2 separate regions of the Mus musculus genome follow, and region 2 is linked to region 1. The links are chromatin contacts, called in public HiChIP or PLAC-seq maps. All regions are on one chromosome and are shown on one strand. The core of a region is the stretch at or near the end of the contact, and the rest is flanking DNA. Distances in the headings are between cores, read along the strand shown.

Region 1 (4,925 bases), core at 1,440-3,939:
CTCCTGCAATTGTTTGTTCCTCCCTGTAGGAGTTTCTGCACAGAAGTTCCTTTTTCTGGTTGTAAGCTTGAATAGCCAGGCCTTAGCCAGGTGCTATGGAGGGATTCAACCCTGCTGACACCAGAAAAATGAGGCCTGGTATTTTCTTTTTTCTCTAGAATGGGAGAGAGGAAGCTCTCAATACCACCTGGGGGCCAAGAGAAGGAGCCTTAGCCCTACCTACACCCACTGAGCTGAAGCACCCAGTTTTAATAAACTGTTTCTCCTACTGGGAGACATGTGCTCATTAACATCTGAAGCGATCTTCTCTTTCAGTAGAAAGCAGAAAGGTACAGGCATCTGGTTGACATTCGTATGCTGATGTCATTGACATTAGCAGAGAAGCACAGGGCTAGACACCCCTTCCTACAACCCATCTGCTGTTTGTGAGCCTCGCGATTCAAAAATAGTTCCTAACCTTTTTGGTTAATTCTTCGGATGGTATTTTCTTTAAAATTTATCTGATGAGTTAGACATAATTTTAAAAATTAGTTTCTAAAAGGTTCTGCGTTCATCCTCTCTCATCTGTTTTCAGTAGAGCATATGGCTGAAACAGATCGAGTCCCTGGCAGAGAGAACCCGTATGATCTCGGCTGGCTTTTGAAAGCTGCTCTCCAGCAAGGCACTCTGACGCCACAGGGTCAGTGTCCTCCCAGGCACAGGCCCTTGTGTGAAGCAGGTGGCCCGAAAGCACTAGAAGCTGAAAATCACAGCGACAAGGTGTCATTTCCGGAGACCAGGCTGGCCTCGAACTCACAGAGATCTGCCTGCCTCTGCCTCCCAAGTGCTGGGACTAAAGGTGTGTGCTACAGTGCTTTTACCTCAATTTACCATGAAAGTTGGAAATCCTAACGAGAAGTCTCTTCAGCATTTCCAGAGATTATCCTTTGTAGACTGTACCTGGTTTAAAATGTGAAACGAGACTTTGGAAAGAAGGTGATGGAACATTCTCCAAAACTCAAAACATAAACGAGATATAAATCCGATTTTTTTAATTTTTGGAGTTTTTTGTTTTTGTTGTTCAGTTACTGTTCAAAAAGCTTTCAAGACAAGAATTCAACACACTATTTCTTTAGCGTGTATTTCAACACTTTATTTCCAGGACCTCTTCCCTAGCAAGGGACAGTACCCCATCAACTTCCTAGCCACCGAGCTTCAAAACCTTATGAAGAAAGTGAAGCAAAACCCACCCCCAAACCTCACATGAGGCACGACCATCCCAGAACACGGAAGTAATCCGTCTGCTTGTTCACAAAATGGCTTCCTGCAAAATGCATGCTCAGACATAAGCATGCAAGACCATTTTTTTTTTCCTGATCTGAATTGCAAGTCCAGCCCAAGAAACTTACACATTTGCATGAAATACTCTTAACAAGTGCTTCCCAGGTGAGAAGTTTTAAATGAATGTTTTTGTTTTGTTTTGGCCAGAGGAGACAGAAAAATGGCTGCAGCTGGTCAAGGGTTATATTTCTTACAGCCAGGAGATTCCAATCTGTTTCTTTACCTCCATGGGATCAATAAACAGCCAGGCTGATATACATCAAACTGCTTTGGTCTTGCCAGTATATACTCTCATGCACATGAACACACACACATACACACACACACTCAGGATTTCTTGGCTCCCCTCAAGGTAGAGCCATTCCAAATCCTGACATCACTGAAATATGTACAGGAACGGAAGCAATAAAGAGAGGAACACAAGAGAGAGAGAGGGAAACTCTGCCTGCTCTGGATGTGCCCTCGAGACAGTTGTTCCTACAGTGCAGGCTTTGTTCTTGTGCAATCGAAACACAGACCAAATTCAACTCTGTCAGCAAAGATACTGGCATAGTCACCCCAGATGGGACTGGTAAGAAAAACGACCTGTGTGAGATCTGAGGGAGCAGGCAATCACGGTTAGTCATAAACCCCCTCCAAGGGCCCAAGATCTGCAGAACACAAGGATTGAAGCGGCTTGAATGCTGTAATCTCCATTTATAGACTTCCCCAGGCCTCCACCCAGGCCTCACAGCTATGCCTGTCCCTATACCTCAGCCAAAGCTTCAGCACTTGGTCACAAAGAGGAAGGCACAGCATGGGATGACGCAGGATCCCAGAGCTTCTTCTTGGAAGTAGGATTCTGGGAAATGCCTTGTCTACTTCCAGGAAGAGCTTCATTGACCACATGTTCTTCTCGGCTGTAGGATAAGAAGCTTGGGTGAGAAGGTAAGGCGGGACAATTCTGCCATCTCTCCAACTCTCATTAGTTTATTTTTTTTCTCTTCAGACTTCGTGGAAAAGAGAATTAAGAATAGTAAAATTGAATATCCCTAATCTGAAGTCCGAACAACACCCAAATCTAAAACTTTCTGAGCACTCAAACTATCACACTGTGTATTCAATGATTCTAAGTCTTAATTTTTCCCCCCTCAGCTCTGAAGCTCCAAGCATTTCAGATAAGGCATCCTCACGCTGCTTCCAATGGAGGGTGTTTGTTGATTTGCTGTGAGATGTGGGTGTTACTGATGTTGGCAAGGGAAACGCTTGGTAGAAAGAGGAACTTTGGCTCAGTTCTTCAGGACCTCGTGCACTTAGGAGGACACAGAAAAAATGAATGGCTTTTCCCCACATCACACATGGGGAAGTCCTATAGCTCAGGAAGGAAGGAAAAGATCTCCAAGGAGGGAGGTACTTCTCAGAACTACTTCCTCAAAAAGAGTCCACCCCTCATGAGCGCTAAAGGACAAGTTAGGATGACAACCTAGTACGCACTTGGCAATAGATTTGGTTCCTTGGGCAGACAATAGTGTCCTGGGTTTGAAAGCAGGTTCTGAACACCTCACAGCCTGAGTGGACCTCTCCCTGAATCTGTAACTTGAGAATAGTATGCAGTGTAGGAAAACCACCACAAGACACACAGCGCTCACAGTAATGCCCCTTCCAATAAAGCGTGTCCTCTACTGGTTTGCAGACAGAGCTAGATTCTAAGCTGGCTACAACAGACAGATATTTAAAAACAATCCCAAAGGGTGAAGGTTGGAGTGGTTCTGTTTGCCACTTGCCCAGCTTGGCATTTTAGAAGAAAAAGCAAGCCAGCTCTCCAGGGCCTGGCATTAAGGAAAGGAAAAAATCTTGCTGGTTTCCTTTTGTGTCCTCGGTCTTTGAGGGGGACTTAAGGAGTCCCTCAACCAGTAAAGGGGAAGAGAGAAAGAAAGCCTGGTGCAGCATCCTGCCCAGCTGGCCTGCTGGCAGCACACAGACAACACTGCTGGGGTCCTTGTTAAAGTTCCAGCCCATCTCACATACATTGCCTTTTACCCTCTTAGCCTCACACTGCTGCCATTCTGGTCCCCCAAAGTCAGGTCTCCAGACTGTTTTAAGCTCCAGAACAGCAGATATAGTGAGATATAGATCAGGGCCATCAGAGAATTGGGCTGGCTAGGAAAGTGCTTGTGTTTGCAACATCCATGAGTTGTCAGAGTTAGCAAGCCAAACTATGAAATGTCAAATTAAATTTGAATTTTACATATACTTCTTTCTCCTAGAGTACAACTATGTCCCAGGGGTTATGTGGAGCATTATTATATTAATATTTTTGTTTTGTGTTTTGAGACAGGGTTTTGCTATGTAGCAAGGCTGCCCTTTCCAATGTGTACCCCACCCCCAACCCTTCTGCCCTGCCTCCCGAGTACTGGATGACATGTAGTGTGCTTTGTGATTCTGGCTCTACGCTATTTCAGCTGCTCTGAAATTCAGAAGTATGTCTGCATCCTGTATTTGTGTCTCAATTCTTTCATTTGGGCTTTTTCTTGGTTTATTTCTTGTGGCAGGGTCTCAGACTGTAGCCCGAGCTGGCCTGGAACTCATTATGCGATTCAGAATGACCTCATACTTCCAGCAATCCCTACCATCCCAAACACTAAGACACTGTACTGCAAGTTACTACCATTCTTTAAAAATAATTGTGTGTGTGTGTGTGTGTGTGTTCATTGTAAATATGTAAATCTGTGGTGGGGCTATACAAGCACATGCTTGCACATGCCTGTAGAGGCCAGAGATCACCAGTGTCTTCTTCAATGGGCTCCCCTTTATCTTTTAAGACACAGCCTCTCGATGAACCTTGAACTCACCAATTGGCTTGGTTGGCTGCTCAATGAGAGCCAGGGACTCTGCTGTTTCCATCCTTACACAGGGTGGTGGGGTTCGACATGTGTGCTTGCATACCTGTATGTAAAAAACCTGAACTTAGGCCCTTATGCTTTTGTGGAAGACAATCGGCTGACGAACCATCCCAGCAACCCGTATCCAGTATTCTTGTCCAGTATTCTTCTTCTTCTACTCAAGTCATGGCCTCACTATGCAGTCTTGACTGGCCTAGAACTCCCTTTGTAGACAAGGCTTTACTGGAACTCACAGAGATCCACCTGCCTCTGCTTCTGCAGTGTTGGGATTAAAAAAAGAAAGCCACACACAGCTGGACATTATTATACTAAAAGATGACGACCGTTTACTGAAACCCACATTTAACAGGCTTTCCACATAGTCTTTCTACCAAGCTACCATACACACATACTTGACCAAACCGGCATAGCTGTCTCCTTCTACCCTGCCATTCAAACCACAGGACCAACTGCAGCCAAAGTCTCAACATCTCAGGCCACCACCTACAATACCAGGACTTTCATAATCTGTTCCCTTTCTGCTGGCTCTCTCCTTACTCAACTTTGAACACGGTCAAGCATGGCGTAGTTGCTGATAGAGGCGAGTGCTTACGTAGCTCTCGAGATTGTTCACAGACCCACATCCCATCTGTGTTCCACACACTTAAACCTCCTCCCTTCTGTCAATACCCTCCCCAATGGCTTCTATTAGTTTCAAGGTGAAGCGCCCTGGGGAAGCTGGGA
Region 2 (4,937 bases), core at 1,803-4,302, 110 kb after region 1:
TAGTCTAAGGTAACTTAGAAAATCAAATCCCTTGGTTTTCTCAGGAGAGAAAGGCATGGGTGGGTCTGTTTCCCATGCAAGCTAGACTGAGGAAAGTTCTTTTGAGTTTCATCCTGTTCTTTAAAGCTTGGTGGGTCAGCTAAAATTGCTCACTTTACTCCTGAATTTTTCATCATTTTAGAGCATTTTCTTCGCATATATTTTTTTTAATTCTCCCTTTCCACTTCTGCTTTCCTCTTCTCAACCCTGAAAGTCTTTTGCTCATATTAAAGTCATTTACCCAAAGGAATAAGTAAATGAGTGTTTCCCGAGGAGAGCAATATCTTAAAAGAGAGCCATTTCCTAAATGAATATCTAATTGGTAAAATTTCAAGCAATATAACAGTTTCATTAGATTTTGGGTCAGTCTCCTGTCCCCTAAAATATGTTCCTTCACCATTATGTGGCATGGTGGTTTTTAAAACAATAAAAGCCATAGAATTCTTGCACACAAAATAGGGCATCATGTCAGTATGTAGGAGAGAAGGAGTTAAAGTGGTTGGTTGGAACTGGGATGGGGACCCCAAGTTTTCTGAAAGTCCTAAGCCCTGCTTCTTTTTATCAGCCATTTCTACAGAGGTATACACTCCAACATCCTGGCAAAAAGCCAGGCTGACTCACTCACTCTCTCTCTCTCTCTCTCTCTCTCTCTCTCTCTCACACACACACACACACACACACACACACACACACACACACATGGATGGTGAGAGAGTAAATCACATGCAAGTGGATAAGGCATCCTGGGATATCCTAAGGAAGCATGTAGGCACCTCCTGCCATAGTGAATCACAAATATGAGTTTAATCAGGGAACATGGTAGAACAGTGAGCAGGCTAAGAATCTCTGTCTTGCCTGTGGGCCTCTGATTCAGTCTCATGTTTAGAACTTGAATTGTAGAGTATGGTTTGGGTTGTATAGTAAATAGGATCAAACAATATATATCTTTGAAATCAGTACCACCATTACTAGCTGTTTGGGGTTTGGGGCTGGGTTTCCCCTAACTTGCCTTTTCCCTTCCTCAAATGTTAAATCCAATGCCACGGATCTTCTCTTTGAAGCAAGGATTCCTGTGACATTCCCCAAGAACTCATGACTGGGCCCAGTACAGCCTCCAGGCAGGTCATGCTGGCCTTCTCCTAAGGTCACCATGGCAGCTGTGACATGACTGGAGCTTTCTGTTGGGGTCTATCATGAGGATTTGGCTGCTTCTGGGCATGGGCATTTGGGTCTGGGTGACTCTCCTGTGGGGCTGCTGTCTGAACACTATTTCATGTTTAGCGGTGTCTTGGCTTCTCCCCACTAGATGCCAGGTATCCTTCCTCCTCTAGGTTCCACTGTGACAACTGCCTCTAGGCTTTGCCTAATGTCTGTTGGAGGCAAAACTCAACTCGGACAACCATTGATATTAAGTATCTCCTTAGTCCTCACAACACCTTACAAGGTGGAGACGGGGACTTCTGCTCCCACAGTGCAGATGAGGAAAATGGGACCTCAAAGAAAGCAAACTTACCTCTGCCCTGGGGCCAGCATGTGTCCATGATCTCAGAGTGATGTAAGGCCTCCCTTCCCTCCCTCCACTGCCCCTGGGGATGGATCAGTTCTCCCTGGTGTTCATTTGCTTGTTTAGTTTTGTTTGTTTTCTTTAACCTATGTTATCTCTAGTTTGGTTTGGGTTTTAATGTCTACTTTGTATTTCCCACACAGCGGCCTTACTGCTAATACACATCTCTGGCCTAGCTTTACTAACCAGGTCCTCAGTTTTTCTTCCTGTTATTAACCTGTTCATTTTTCCATCTCGCCTTCACTTTGACTTTCTCAAGCTCTATGGAGAGCCCCCCTGCCCCTGCCTCCACCCCCCTGTTGCCGGTTCTTCCCCCGCTGGCCCACCCCCATTGCCGTCTACATTGCCTTCAGCACTGGTTCATAGAATGGTCTTGGATCAGCCTCACTGAGAACTGTTGGAAGGGCAATTCCTTAGGCCCACTCCAGAGCTGAACTCTAGGGTAAGCACCTACATACCCGTTCTAACACACCCATCATGTGGTTCTAATCCTCTCTGAGCTTTGAGACGCTCTGGCCCACTTAACCAAGCCCCAACACCTCCTCGTTGTGGTGTGTGCAGCAGACTATGCACTCCAATGGCCACTGCCTTCTCCCTTCCTATTTTACCACTTGCACTTAACGACCTTTCAGTTTTATTCTCTTATTAGCTATCCAACATGCATTTGTCTTTCTGCTCTAAGCACCAATAATAAATAAACCAAGACAGTGAAACTTCTGGGCGGCCAGTTGCCAAGCAGAAAGGCTCTGCCGTAGGACGTCACCTGGATGGGTACACACCACATAATTTTATAGCAGAAGCCCTGTCATAATGCCCTACCACCACCACCCCAGCCACACAGTCACATCAGGATTTTCTGGAACCTTAAAAACAAAACTAAACAAACAAAGGATGCCAGAACATAGTCCAAGACCTATGGAAATAGTCTTGTAAACCTGGTCTTTGTTTTTAACGTTTCAACAGAGCTGGATCACTGGAAGCTGTGCTTAGGACCGGCATTCAATCCGTCGGTTTTTGAATGCTTAGTCAATCACTTAGAGAGGCTAACAGGCCCTCGGCTCTGCCTATCCCTCAGCTCGCCTCTCCAGCTCTGCTGTTTTGTTTGTTTGTTTGTTTGTTTGTTTTTCTTTCTTCTGATTTCACTTTCCACTTCCTCTGACCGCCAAACAGCAGCCACAACTAACAAACGGAACTATTCTTTTTCTGTTCCATTGCTTTTAGTTATTGTCCTAATCTATGGGGACTCAAGGTAATATGTCCCCGGGTGTCCAGCTTCTGACAGTGACCTCAAATCAGGGACACCCCTTAAACAGCTCAAGTTTCTCCAGGTTTCTGGCTATTTTGCACCAGCTTAGAAGCTTCCCAAGGCTCATCATAATGATCTCTGGTGCTCTCTGCAGTGGCTATGAATCCCTGAGCCCGATCACCTGCAGCTGGGTGAACCAGCTCAGTTCTTCAGCCTTGCTAGAGGCAGGCTCAGCCCAGGAAGCTAACCTGTGAGAAAGTCCAAGGGTGTCCGGGTAGAGAATGAATGAGGAAGTTCTCTGAACCCAGCGGGTGGTTAAAGAGAAATCGAAACTCAGCTGTTAAAACCGCTCTCCTTGCTCTTCAGAACCCCTTCCTCGAGCCTCCTTAGAAGCCCTTACCAGCATCCGTCCCTCAAAGGCTGTGGCCAGGACCCCACGGGCTGTGGACCATGTACACCCGCAGTAAGGTGGTGGGCCCAGGCTTGGGCACTTCCTCCATCTCTCGGGACCACGCTGGAGCTGGGCAGCGCAGGGAGCTGGGCTTGCAGCAAAACCGGAGACAGAGTTTGGAGGTGGCAGCTCCCGAGGGCCCCAAGATGGAGAGGCAGGGGCATGCTGACCAGGGAAGGTAAGTATTTGCAAGCTGCCTTGGAAGCAGGAAGTCCTGTTCCCGAATATAATCAGGCCCCAGGTACCTTCCTGGTCTTTGGAGTTTGAAATCACAGAGGCTTAATAACAGGGATTTTGAAAGAGTTATATATCATTTACCTCTTTAAAATCACCTAGGAATTGATTTATTATGCCTTGCACCTGCCTGTTTGCAGACCTTTATAGCAGATTCTCACCCCCAGTCCACTGATTCTTAAGACTGGCTCAAGGATTAAAAGATGAATACATGCAACCTGGGCTTTTCATTCTTTATGAAAGTAAGTTTTTCTTTACTAGAGAAAGGGGTGGCGGCTCTAAATGGGACTACCATGCTAGAATAAAGGCAAGAAGGAGCGTGATGCAGAGGGTCCAGATAGCCTTAAAGCTATCTGGAAGTTCTCTAATGGTCTAACTTAAAGTTTCCATCAGTACAGCTGGGAGTGAGGACCCCAGACGCTCAAGATTGGATTGCATGCTAAGCAAAGCAGGGACTCATAGGAGGCGTTTATTCTTGATCTGCTGTTTAAGGACTGACGGTGGCATCCTGAACTCGAGCTCCCCCCCCCAATTTTTTATTAGATATTTTCTTCATTTACATTTCAAATGCTATCCCGAAAGTCCCCTATACCCCCCCCCCCGCTTCCCTACCCACCCACTCCCACTTCTTGGCCCTGGTGTTCCCCTGTATTGGGGCATATAAAGTTTGAAAGCAAGCTTTGTAGAACACCAGCGACCCTCTCCTTGCACGGGGTGGAATGGGCTTTTTTTTTTCCCACTCAGCACCATGGTTTGAAGTGCCGCCTCTGTGAATTAGAACTGTACAAATGGTTTTATTTTTAGTTTCCCTGCTTTGCAGCGACTTCTTTGTTGCAAGAAAGACAAATGCTGGTTGCTAAGGAACAGCTACCTAACCTTATGACCAATACACACTAGCACTAGAGATTCTTTCATCCCCATGTCGTTTCTGAAGGTAGGGAGGTTATGATACCATTCAGGGTAGCTACCCTTAGATGGGGCAGGTGATCTGGGAGTCAATCAGAGACTGTGGAATTTCTCTCAGAATAACTGGCATCTTGCCATAACCGAAGTTCATTAACTCCGAGTCACATGTCTATAAACTGGTCTCACACTTATGAGTAGTTAATGATAAAAATCCTTTTATTAGGAAGCATCCATTTAGATATAAGCACGTCTTTGTATGCTCCTCTCATCTCGTGGGCACTAAGCAGTTGTCTCTTTCTGTTTTCTGATGGGATGCTAATCGCTCCCTCGTCTTGCTGGACCAAATCCCTCTGAAAGGAACAGTTTGCTGCTAGAACATTAGAGAACTTCCTGAAAGACATCAGTTGCTTCATTAGAGTTGGCGGTAGTCAGCAGCATTAGAGAATGCTCTCCCCTTTGGGTGCTTAACATCTGAGTGTTTGGACCACTCTGGATTC

What was found. HiChIP or PLAC-seq counts read pairs in DNA pulled down with a chosen protein or histone mark.
Region 2: an H3K4me3 HiChIP or PLAC-seq map of bone marrow-derived macrophages shows a contact between it and region 1, with 3 times the contacts expected there. The contact joins the promoter of Epsti1 here to the enhancer-like site in region 1. A contact is called at or near these places in 9 of 39 promoter capture datasets (the C10 cell line, cranial neural crest, embryonic stem cells and 5 more), 10 of 484 Hi-C or Micro-C datasets (the C10 cell line, ECoMG-derived neutrophils, the G1E-ER4 cell line and 6 more), 3 of 115 datasets of contacts at active chromatin or transcription factors (bone marrow-derived macrophages, double positive thymocytes and embryonic stem cells) and 3 of 9 other capture datasets (adipose tissue, liver and macrophages).

Annotation. Positions count from the first base shown.
Region 1 is chr14:77,792,807-77,797,731 of GRCm38.p6, forward strand. It overlaps Gm1587 (predicted gene 1587), which reads right to left. Exons shown (of 3, transcript NR_157389.1): 2 at 4,152-4,245; 3 at 1,139-2,219. Among named protein-coding and RNA genes, the nearest start is that of Gm1587, 3.7 kb to the right of the region's middle. Within about 2 kb of position 2,690, at least 41 of the 459 cell types and tissues checked have an H3K27ac peak or open chromatin away from gene starts, as enhancers often do. A contact at or near this core is called in adipose tissue, bone marrow-derived macrophages and macrophages, where this site is marked.
Region 2 is chr14:77,901,187-77,906,123 of GRCm38.p6, forward strand. It overlaps Epsti1 (epithelial stromal interaction 1 (breast)), which reads left to right and starts at 3,053. Exons shown (of 12, transcript NM_029495.2): 1 at 3,053-3,478. The coding sequence starts at 3,300.